2 separate regions of the Macaca mulatta genome follow, and region 1 is linked to region 2. A link is a contact called in public Hi-C data. All regions are on one chromosome and are shown on one strand. The core of a region is the stretch at or near the end of the contact, and the rest is flanking DNA. Distances in the headings are between cores, read along the strand shown.

Evidence for each region. A called contact is a pair of places that touch in the nucleus more often than the background predicts.
Region 1: a contact with region 2 is called in a Hi-C map of fibroblasts, with 3 times the contacts expected there. The contact joins two enhancer-like sites. A contact is called at or near these places in 4 of 14 Hi-C or Micro-C datasets (blood, cortical neurons, fibroblasts and 1 more).

The regions. Positions count from the first base shown.
Region 1 is chr15:59,542,772-59,549,219 of T2T-MMU8v2.0, reverse strand. No RefSeq gene overlaps it. Among named protein-coding and RNA genes, the nearest start is that of GALNT12, 55 kb to the left of the region's middle. Within about 2 kb of position 3,474, at least 3 of the 40 cell types and tissues checked have an H3K27ac peak or open chromatin away from gene starts, as enhancers often do.
Region 2 is chr15:59,408,382-59,414,144 of T2T-MMU8v2.0, reverse strand. COL15A1 (collagen type XV alpha 1 chain) reads left to right here. Exons shown (of 43, transcript XM_077965657.1): 7 at 1,289-1,436; 8 at 5,143-5,255. Among named protein-coding and RNA genes, the nearest start is that of COL15A1, 54 kb to the left of the region's middle. Within about 2 kb of position 2,899, at least 5 of the 40 cell types and tissues checked have an H3K27ac peak or open chromatin away from gene starts, as enhancers often do.

The sequences.
Region 1 (6,448 bases), core at 2,225-4,724, 130 kb before region 2:
CATGTTGCTGCAAATGACAGGATTTCCTTCTTTCTTATTGCTGAATAGTATTCCATTGTATATATAAACCACATTTTCTTTATGCATTCATCTAGTGATGAATACTTAGGTTGATTCCATATTTTGGCTATTGTAAATAGTGCTACAATAAATGTGGGAGTGCAGGTATTTCTTCGATATTCTGATTTCCTTTTTTTTTTTTTTTTTTGATATGTACCCAGCAGTGGGATTGCTGGATCATGTAGTAGTTCCATTTTTAGACTTTTGAGGCACCTCCGTGATGTTTTCCATAATGGTTGTACTACTTTGCATTCCCACCAACAGTGTATAAGCATTCCTCTTTCTCTGCATCCTTGCCAGCGTTTGTTAATTTCTTTGTCATTTTGATAATAGCCATACTAACTGGGGTGAGATGATAGCTCATCGTGGTTTTGATTTGCATTTCCCTGATAATTAGTGATGTTGAGCATTGCAGGAGACAATTTTGCTAAGCTTCCTGCCACTATCCAGCAAAGATCCCCTTCCTCCAGTTTCCAATAGCATGTTCCTCACTTCCTTCCTCTTATTGCCACATCCTGAACATCAGTCTTTTGCCCAGGTTGGAGTGCAGTGGTGCAATTTAACTCACTGCAGCCTCAAATTCTGGGCTCAAGTGATCCTCCTGCCTCAGCTTCCCAAGTACATGGGAGTACAGGCACGCACCACCAGGCCCGGCTAATTTTTAAAAATTATTTTTTGTGGAGACAGAGTCTCACTTCGTTGCCCAGGCTGGTCTTGAACTCCTGTCTTCCAGCAATCCTCCTGCCTCGGCCTCCCAAAGCAACCATCCACATTTCCACAAGGAGATGCAGGCTTTATTATGCTCCTCAAAATCCCTCCAGCCTTCTTCATTTTAGGTATTTGTTACAGCAATGTCTCACTTCCAGGCACTGAAATCTGTATTAGTTTTCTATTGCTATGCAGCAGCTGAAAATACCCATTTATTATCTCACAGTTCCCGTAGGTCAGAAATCGGGGCTTGCTTGGCTCAACTTGGGGTCTCAGCTTTGGATCTTGCAGTCTGAAATCAGGGTGTCGGCTGGGACTGCTGTCTCATCTGAGCCTTGGTGTCTTCCTCCAAGCTCACTGTTTTTTGGCAAAATTCATTCCCTGTGGTTGTAGGACTGAGAACCTCAGCTCCTAGAGTCCACCTGTTGAGAGTGTCTGCTGCTGGCTTTGAAGAAGTGAGCTGCCATGTTGTCACAGGGCCACGTGGCTTCGACCTGAGTGTGGCCGCTAGGAGCTCAGAGTGGCCGAGTTCATGCTGAATTCCTGGAAACGGAGACTCATTGGTGGGATTATTACGTAAATAGCAATGTAGACAATGCAGGTGCATTGGAAACTTGGGCTCAGGAACAACCATCGCTGTCATCAGATACTCACCATTCAAGAAGATTCTGTTTTGAAAACTTCCAAAAACTCCCAAGAAATGGAATCTTTGTCATGTGACAGGATGTCTGTTGGAAAGGATTTGTTTTATTTCTAGGGGCCAGTTCTGGATTTCTTTATAGGTTGAATATCTGTTCAACTTAAATTTCCGTCACTAACCTACTTCCCTTTTCTCGTCCTATTAAGACAGTGCTTTTCACACTTTCATGTGCATGGTGGGAATCCCCCGGCATCTTGTTAAAAGGCAGATTCAGGCCAGGTGTGGTGGCTCACGTCTGTAATCCCAGCAGTTTGGGAGACCAAGGTGGATGGATCACTTGAGGTCAGGAGTTCGAGACCAGCCTCACCAACACAGTGAAACCCAGTCTCTACTAAAAATACAAAATTAGCCAGGTGTGGTGGCACATGCCTGTAATTTCAAGCTACGCAGGAGGCTGAGGCAGGACAATCACTTGAACCCAGGAGGCAGAGGTTGCAGTGAGCCTAGTTCGAGCCATTGTACGCCAGCCTGGGAGAGAGACTCCATCTCAAAATTAAAAACAAAAACTCAGGTTCAGTAGGTCTAGGATGGGGTCTGAGATTCCGCATGTCCCCTAAGCTCTTATGTGATGCAATTGCTGCTGGTCTGTGGACCATATTTTGGGTAGCAAGATATTAACGTGAGAATGAGACAGCGAGGAGCAAGCACCCGGTTGGCCAGGCAGTCGTGTTTTCCTTGCACACACACACTAGATGGTGTTGTCGGCTCAGGAAACATGACAGTGCTTTCCTGGCGACCAAGTCTTTTGGTCTAAAAATCCTCCAAGTCAGAGATCCCGGGATGGCAGGCTCGGAAGGCTCCCAGAGACCATGTAGTGCCAGATGTAGCTGATGGGGAACTGAAGCCAGGGAGGGGAGGGGTTTGCCGGATACCATGCAGCAAGTCAGGGACCGATTCCCATCACTCTGCCTGGTAGTCAGTGTTCTAAATGTGTTCGAAGTGGGTGTGTCACTTTTCTTAAAGTGTTACAGTGGTACTCTCTCCCTCTTTTTAAAAATTGTATCTTCAACAATTGGCTTTGCTGTATTACATTATATTACATCTTAAAGTCAAATTCATTTCCTATCTTGACAAAAAGTTCTAGAGACTTTGCCGCACAGCTTGGTGTATCATAGCCACGATATTTATTTAATTAGTGAAGTTGGAAATACTGGCCTCTTACAGTCTCCTAATGTTTGTGAGGTTTAATACACTGCACACCAAATTTCTCACACCTATACACAACTTTCAAGGTTTTTTTTTTTTAAACAAATACTTTGTTTGATCTTATGAAGTCAGTTAGCTGAAGGTTGCTACCTTCTGTTTGCAGCTGCTGGTAATAATAATAATAATAATAATAATAATAATACGATGTGTTTGGCACTTTTCTAAGCATTTCATATAAATGAGCTATTTTAATTCTCAAAATTAAAAAACTTCCACCTCCCACCCACTACCCCTGCTTTAAAAGGTAAGGACACTGAGACTCAGAGAGGCTAAGGAACTGGTCTAAGGTTCCACAGATAATAAGTGGCAGGGCTGGGATTTGCACTTAGTCTTGCTCCAGAGCTCAAACAGCTCTGTCTTCCTCTCTCTGGGAGGGGAGGAGAGGGCCTGCCCAAGTCAGGCAGCTCGTATTCCCTGATCACTCTTAATCCATTTACACAACACTGCCAGTTACAACCTGACAGTTAATGAGAGTCTGTCCCGCTTGGAGAGTGCAGGAGTTTATAGCTGATTTATATCTCTGGGCAAGCACATTTCTTTCAAAAGTGTCAAGTCAGGGAGAAGAGCTAGGGACAGGGCTCCAAGTTCAGAGTTGCGTGTGGACCAAACATGCTCCTCCACATGCAGCTGTCCAGGTGGAATTTCATCCTTGCGATGTCACACTCTGCCCTCTTTCTCTTTTAAACGGGAGGGAGGTGGGAGGTATTTCTTCAGTTTCCCTCTTTGACGCTCCTGCTGCTCAGTCAGAGGTCCACAGGCAGTGGCCAAATCGACTGTGATTGCTCCATCCAGCCCTTATCCATCTCCAGTGTGCTTAATACCCAGGGGATAGAGAGTTCTGTCTCAATCGCCATTTCATGATTCCTCTGTGAATCATCTCGAATCCTTTCTTTTATGAGGTAAGGGTCAGTGGAACAGATTGCTCATGAGACTCTTAAGACAGTTATTTCAGCATCCTATAAAGAAATTGCCAGAATGGGTGTGTCTATTGGGTGGCTCGAGTTATTAACTCAAGCATGATTGCAAAGCACCACTGGATTCTAATTGCCAATGGTTATTTTTCATTTATTTATTTGTTTATTTTTGAGATGGAGTCTCACTCTTTTGCCCAGGCTGGAGTGCAGTGGCACTATTTCGGCTCATTGCAACTTCCATCTCCTGAGTTCAAGCAATTCTCCTGCCTTAGCCTCCCAGCTAGCTGGGATTATAAGCACCCACCACCAAGCCCAGCTAATTTTTGCATTTTTAGTACAGACATGGTTTCAACACGTTGGCCAGGCTGGTCTTGAACTCCTGACCTCAGGTGATCTGCCTGCCTCAGCCTCCCAAAGTGCTGGGATTACAGGCATGAGCCAGCACGCCTGGCCACCAATGGTTATTTTAACAAGCAAATTACCGGGTTATAGACCTAGAAGGGACTTTAGAAGTCACGTGCTCAACTCTTTCCGAATGCAGAAATCCCTCCTCCACGTTTCCAATACACGGTCAGCCAACCCTAGCTTGTCCACTGCCACTTACTCGACAGCCACCTCGTTCTGTTCTTGGGTGGCTTCCTGACGAAGCGGGAATCACTTTCCCTGCAACTTCCCTTATTGCTCTGGGATCCCTCTGAAGCCACCCAGTGTGTTTGCTCTCTCTGCTCCAGGACACCCTCAGAAGGTCAAGGAGAGCGAGGATATGGCCTTGCATCTACTCTGCTCCAGGCTAAGCAGCCCTAGTTTCTTTATTGTGGGGTGTGGTTTTCACTGGGATTCTGGGAGTGAGTGAAGACAGAGGTTTGGACGATATCTGCTGCATGTAACCAAAAATCAAGACTCTCTTCTGTATCCTTGCAGAGAGGTCCAGGCCAGCTCAGGCTGACCCCAGATGCTGTGAGGGTAGTAAAACATTGGCAAGCTGTGGGGTGAGGAGTGGCTGCGTGCATGTGTGTGTGTGTGTGTGTGTGTCTGTGTGTGTGTGAGAGAGAGAGAGAGAGAGAAACAAAAATGGTGTGAGACCCCAAACCTTCATTTTCCATAATAGGAAGTCAAGAATAATCATCTAAAATTGAAAAGTGGCCGGGCGAGTTGGCTCACAGCTGTAATCCCAGCACTTTGGGATTCTGAGGCGGGTGAATTACCTGAGGTCAGGAGTTCGAGACCAGCCCGGTCAACATGGCGATACCCTGTCTCTACTAAAAATACAAAAATCAGCCAGGCGTGGTGGTAGATGCCTGTAATCCCAGCTACTTGGGAGGCTGAGGCAGGAGAATTGCTTGAACCCAGGAGGCGGAGGTTGCAGTGAGCCAAGATTGCACCACTGCACTCCAGCCTGGGTGACAGAGCGAGACTCTGTCTCAAAACAAACAAACAAAACTACGAAGGCAAACACAGGAAGAAATAGCTGGAGGAGTTGAGAATAGAGTCTCTCTTGGGAGCCAGATCTGGGGGTGGGCAGAGGTGGGATGGGGAACTGCTGCTGCTGATTTTATTATAAACCTTGAGAATGATTAGGCTTCTTTTTTTTTTTTTTTTTTTTTTTTGAGACGGAGTCTGTCTCTGTCGCCCAGGCTGGAGTGCAGTGGCCAGATCTCAGCTCACTGCAAGCTCCGCCTCCCAGGTTCACGCCATTCTCCTGCCTCAGCCTCCCAAGTAGCTGGGACCACAGGCGCCCACCACCTCGCCTGGCTAGTTTTTTTTTTGTAGTTTTAGTAGAGACGGGGTTTCACTGTGTTCGCCAGGATGGTCTCGATTTCCTGACCTCTTGATCCACCCGTCTCGGCCTCCCAAAGTGCTGGGATTACAGGCTTGAGCCACCGCGCCCAGCCAAGCTTCTTAAGCTAAATACTTGTATTCCTTTGATAAAAATTATATTTAAAAATTTCCCCAAATGGAGTCTGAGTGTAAACTCTTATTAGTAGGGAAACAATTAGGGACCTCAGTTTGCCTTTGTTTGGCGTGATCGATTGAAAACAGGCCAGGATTTGCAGTAGGAGAAACCTGGGTATAAATTCTGCTTGGTCACATGGACTTTGAGCAGTTACTTACCCACTCTGAGCCACGATTTCCTCTTCTGTATTATAGGGGCAGTGCTAGTACCTCTGCGGGGGTGGTGAGGATTGAAGGAGATGAAGGGGGCCAAGCTGGGAGCCTGGGGCACCAGCCAGAATTGGAGCTCAGGGACCACTTCCTGAGGGAGAGCAGATGCTGACCAGACAAAGATCCTGGGTTGCTCAATCCCAGAAGTGTCCTGGGAACCAGATCAGCCTCAGCCAGCAGAGGGTCTGGGAACTGTTGCTCTTCACAGAAGCCCTGAGTTCTGTGCTGTTTGCTGCCTGTGGTAGAACAAAGAAGTCCTTGGACGTTCCCAATTCTCCTTCATTCTCCATCTGCAGGAATATCAACTTTTCAACACTTCTCTCACAATTAGTCCATCTCCCTGGGAGAACTCTGAATCCAAGAGCTGCAGGGATGTTTAGGGTTCATTTTAGCCCAATCTTTTCACTGTGGAGTTGAGGGCACGGCTCCCTCAGAGGGGACAGGCGGAGGCCCCAGAGGCTAGTTCATACTTTGTGCCTGGAGAAGGGAGGATGAACCTCGGCCACTCTGCAGAACCCTGCGGGCAGTAGGATCTGAAAGACTCAGAGAGCTTGTCCTGATGTGGACTGGGCTCTGTGCACAACCTTTGCAACCAGAAGCTGAAGGGAAATCAAACTGCCTTTTCTGGGTAAGATTCTGGACAATTCTGGGAACTTGTCTGCAGAACAAATTGATTTATGGGGACCCAGCTGTGAGG
Region 2 (5,763 bases), core at 1,650-4,149:
CCAACTCCTTAAAGCCTTTCCTCCCACCTCCACCCTGAAGATTTTACAGTACAGTAGAATCCATGGTGATTGTCTCTGGGTGTTAGGACTCAAGGTGATTTCTCTTTTTGCTCATCTGCACTTACAGTGTTTTCAGTAATGAATATGGAATATTTCTGTACTAAACATAAAGGTGTGCTTATCCCTTCCATGCATTTTCTATTTCCTGCCTTCAAGTAGTTCTTTATTGTCCTCATTTTTACAGAGGAGGAAGCTGAGTCTCAGTGAAGGTCCATGACTTGCCCAACATAACTGAGCTTATAAGTGGAGAGCTGGGATTTGATCCAGGTCTGACTGTAAGAACTGAACTATTACATTCTAAATTATGGAGCTTCTAAGAATCCTCCTTGTTCCATGGACCAGAAATTTATTGATTTACTAGATTCTGAATTAAGGAAACAACCTTCTGTTATTAGTCAGGATAGGTAAGTGATGCTGCAGTAACAAATTAACCTTAAAATCTTAGTGCTTTACAAAACAAAGATTGGTTTCTTGTTCATACCACGAGTTCAACACTGATCCACAGGATTCTTCCATGCATCCCCAGCCCCTTGAGCTTAGAAGGTGATGAGGCTATCTGAATGCTGACGAGCCCTGGGTCCCGTGAGCTGCTGCTTGGGTCCAGGGGTGATGTCGTGACTTTCAGAGCCCATGCCAGGATTTCTGCCTAGATCACTGAAGCACTCTGTGTTTCTGTTGGGTTTTTGTTTGTTTGTTTTTCTCTAGTTGGTAACGTTGGTTGAGACACTGACTGGCTTTGGGAAAACTATGTAGATGCTGAAGTTTCCTTGGAAGGAACCATACCCATCTTTCATTTTCATAGGTGTTTATGACTAGTGCACATCTGGCATCGAATTTATATGCAGTTTATTGAGTGCAGCCTGGTTCATTCATTTGTTCACTAATTCATTTAATCATTCCCTCATCTAACAGATCTTTAATGGGCACCTCCTCTGGCTGATCTGGGATTTGGGAATCATGGAAATATGATCCCTGTGCTCAGAGAGTTTTGGCTGAGATGAATAGTCTGACTGTCAACTGAACAGAATCTAATGACCTCTAGTAGGCACCTCTTTCAGGCCCTGGGAGGTACAGCCATTGCCCAGGTAGACACCAAGCGGGGCCAAGCTTTCCCCTTGGTTTATTCAGCATCTTGTGGCTATATTATTTTCTCCAATGATATTCACTGTCACTTCTTCTGCTTTACTGCCAAGTACATCATTTTGCGTCTCATTTTTCCTCCCTTCAGCCCAAAGAAGCAAAAGTTGAACCCATAAACACACCTCCAACTCCATCCTCCCCCTTTGAGGACATGGAACTTTCCGGTGAACCTGTACCTGAGGGGACCCCGGAAACCACCAACATGAGCATCATCCAGCACAGCAGCCCCGAACAAGGCAAGTCCGGATGCACATGCCTACATAGTGGCCTTTTATTGGGTGATTACTATGTGTCCAGCCGGGGCCACATATGTAACATACAGAATCTCATTTAACCTTCCCCTCAACCCTTTAAGAAAGGGTGAGAACCACCCTCATTTTACAGGCAAGATGAGGAAATTGAGCCACAGAGAAGTTAAGTAACCCAGCCAGGAGCAAACGGCTTGTGGATGGCAGAGCTGGCATTTGATCTCAGATAGCAGAGCTTCTAACCCCCAGATCTGGAGCTTCTGACTCCCAGACTCTACCCCTTCTGGGGTTTAACAGAAAAGTTTGTAATAATCCTTGCTGTTTGTTGAATACCTACGGTGTGCCAAGTGTTTGGATATTTTGTCTCCAACACTGACAGCATACCGCCTACTCAATAGCACTAGCCACTATTTTATAGGTGGAAAAACCAACACTTGGAAAAGCTAAGTCCAGAGTCCCAACCCTTTCTGACTTTTGCCACAAACTCCCCAACTCTCAGAGGATCAGCTAAACTCCTGTGTGGCACAAGTGAGAAACTGATGGCCAGAGAGGGGCTGGTTACTCAGCAAGGCAGCAGCAGTCCCTAGGAGAAGAGCTGGTCCCCTGGCTGCCCATCCAGGGTTCTGGCCCCTGTCTCTTGTCCCCCTACCCATGCGGAGGAGCACTGGCAAAAGCCCAGGCATCGAACACTATCCCCAAGCACTAGCTTGGCATATGCCCAAGCCCTGAGATCGCTTGTGGTTACTGTCATTTCTCAGAGGGGCCGTCACTTCAGACTGAAGATGTAAGTACACGGTCATTCCTGGCAGCACTGTTCTCAGGAACAAAAACAACCCAAACTGCCCACAGTAGGGATTGGTCGAGCAAATTCTATTTCATTCATACATACAGCCCTGACATTGGTGATACAGATCTGATTTAATGACCCAGGGACATGCTCGTGGTATAGTCCACCAAAAAAGCAAATTCCAAAACTATGTGTCTATGACCCTAATTTTGAATATGTTATTTATATCTATTTACATATAGCTATGTAGAGTGATGTGTGTATGTATTAGATACATCACATATTAGACGTAATATTCATCAAAATGTTATAAGCAGTTATCTCTGAGTGGTAGGATTATGGATGGTTTTTACTTTATTGTACTTCTGTATTTTATTAATACAAGTCTTCTACAATAATATGTATCACTATTCTTTTTGGTTCGGTCATCAGTTAATGAGTGTTATTTTAACAACTAAATTTGGGGAGTCTGTGGGTCAGAGAAGGTATAGAGAACTGAAGAGAAAACATTGTAGGATAATTTAATAACGTCATGACAGAGCCAAGGAGGCTGGGTGTTGCTGTGGAAATACTGCCTGCTGGGGAGAGTCAGACAGCTTGGAAGGAGGCCCTGCCTAGCTCCCTATTTGCTGTCGGCCTGGGGCAAGTTGCTGATCAGTTTCCAAGCTTCAGATTCCTTAGCCATCCTCTGGGAGCGTGAACAATCCCCGCTACCGGGTGGATGAGAGGGCTGAATCTGGCCGCGGTTGTGGAAGTGGTTTCTGAATTGCGAATGCTTTTCTCAGGGGTGGAATTAGGATCTCTGAGCAAGGGGGTAAGGCGAAGGGGCTGGGGCGAGGACTTTCCTAGACTGAGGAGATGAGGTCCACGTGGGGACTGGGCTCTAATCCCAATGCAGCTCGCCTGTTCCCGGTATCAGCCACACTCAGTCGAAAGCAACGGAGCTAGCCAAATTGTCCTTTTCTTCTTGATGTGTAGACAGCCCGGACGGTGGGAGAAAGCCCTGGCTAAGCAAAGCCCCTAATATTTGCATTCGGAGCTTCCCTGACGCCATTTTGGCCCGTGGAAGGGGCCACCCCACCTCCTTCGTCCCAGGGGTCAGGCGGTGGAGACCAGGCAATCGGCTGCTTGCACGGCACCCCCTGGTGGTCAGAGCGGGGAGGACGAGCGTGCTCGACCACGCTTCCATCACAGGATGGGACAGGAGTGGGTAGCAGGGCAGAGTCCTTTGGAGGATTTCACACCTCCCCCAGAGTTATTGTGACCATGGGACCTGCGTGAGCACAGCGTGTGTGGGAAGGGCCTGGCCCGGGGACAGGCTGACCTGGCTTCAGGGCCCTTCCCAGCCTCAGTCTCATTCCCAGGGTTAATAATACTGAGGTGTTAATGTGTGGGTCTGGCAGGACACACCTGTTACAGGGTGATAGTGGGATTTCCACTAACACCTGTTACAGGGTGATAGTGGGATCTGCCCACCTGCAGGAAGGTGGTGGGAGGGGTCCCGGTGGGCAGGACAGGTGGGCCAGCAGGAGGGTTGCATGGGACAATCTTGGCATTGGCCCAGCCATAATAGGCATGCAGTTATGGTAGCGCATTTTTTTTTTTTTTTTGAGACAGGGTCTTGCTCTGTCACCCAGACTGGAGTGCAGTGGCACAATCATGGCTCACTGCAGCCTTAACCTCCCAGACATGAGCTCCCTCCTCAGGCTCCTGAGCAGCTGGGTCTACAGCCACATGCCACAATGCCTGGCTAATTTTTTTTTTTAATTTTAGTAGAGATGGGGTCTTGCTATGTTGCCAAGGCTGGTCTTGAACTCCTGAGCTCAAATGATCCTCCTGCCTCAGCCTCCCAAAATACTGGGATTACAGGCATGAGCCACCATGCCTGGCCAATGAATAATTTTCTTTGTTTCAAAACTCCGTTTGCTTCTTCTTCTTCTTCTTCTTTTTTTTTTTTTTTTTTTTGAGATGGAATCTCACTCTGTTACCCAGGCTGGAGTGCAGTGGTGCAATCTCAGGTCTACAACCTCTGCCCACTGCAACCTCTGCCTCCTGGGTTCAAGTGATTCTCCTGCCTCGGCCTCCCAAGTAGCTGGGATTACAGGCATGTGCTATCACACCTGGCTAATTTTTGTATTTTCAGTAGAGATGGGATTTCTCCGTGTTGCTCAGGCTGGTCTCGAACTCCTGACCTCAAGTGATCTGCCCACCTCGGCCTCTGATTCCAGGCTGCTTTTTAAATTGCAAAGGAAATATATGCATGTGGGAACGATTAAATTAATGCTCGGTTGTATAAACCGGAAAAATAATAGTTTCCTCTTCTTAAACTCCTATCTTCTGGAAAATATCAGTACTAAACACTGTGGTTTAGCCAAGTATATAAATATATAAGCACATACATATACATATATATGTATATATTATATACGTCATATAGTAATCATTACATAACATGAATATTATATATATAATAATGATAAGACATCTATACTCATTCTATTTTACACACATAAAATCATATCAACAATGAACATTTGTCAATTGCTTACTATATGCCAGGGGCTGTCCTCAATGCTTTATTTGCATTAGCTTACTTAGTTCTTGTGACACATAGTACTCAAAGCAACCCTATGAGGTAGGAATTATTGTAATTCCCCATTTCTAGATAAGGAACATGAGGCAGAGGTTGAGCGACTTGCCTGCAGGTGGTGCCAGAGCTTGGAATGAAAACCACACATGCCTTGCCATGTATGTTGTTCTGCAACTTGTTTTTTTTTTTTTTTCTGCCACTTGACTCTGTGTCATGGTATCTGAACATCTTTCCAAGTTAGTTGGTGAAGAGATACCTCGTTCTTTTCCAAAACTGCAAAATGTAGTTATTGATAGCAGAATGCCTGCTTCCTGTAGGGTCTGGTGAGATCCTGAATGACACACTGGAGGGGATTCATTCTGTGGATGGTGACCCCATTACTGACAGCGGCTCAGGGTCTGGGGCCTTCCTTGACATAGCTGAAGAAAAGGTGAGTAGATGGTAAATTTCATTTGATTAGTCAGTAATAGACTTGTTTGCTTATTTCAAACTTGATGATGATTTTATTGGGCACCAGAGAGAACCACAGGATTTTGGTTGAACAGCATCAAGATTGCTTCTGTCCTCATGGTACAGAGGAGATCAGAGTCCCAGGGCCACAGAGGCTCTCCAGGGATGCACAGAACTGGTGGGGGATATGCGGTGCAAGCTTGTCCTCACACTTGACTGTGACGAGTGTCCAGGCCTCACCAGTGCACTCCCGCCCTCCTGCTCATTTGTGAAGACACATAGCTTTATCAACCCTCTGAGTCCCCTTCAAGACAGAATCAGATTAACTGCAGGTGCATTCATGCTATTGTTTGGTAATTGGCTTTTACACCTGCGAAGCCAGTTTTGAAATGCTGAGCTCCCTAGGGTGCAAAATTAAAGCATAAATAGTTTTCTCACAATGGCTCCTGCTGAAAACCCACAATGCCAGCTCATTCCTTCCCTTCTCC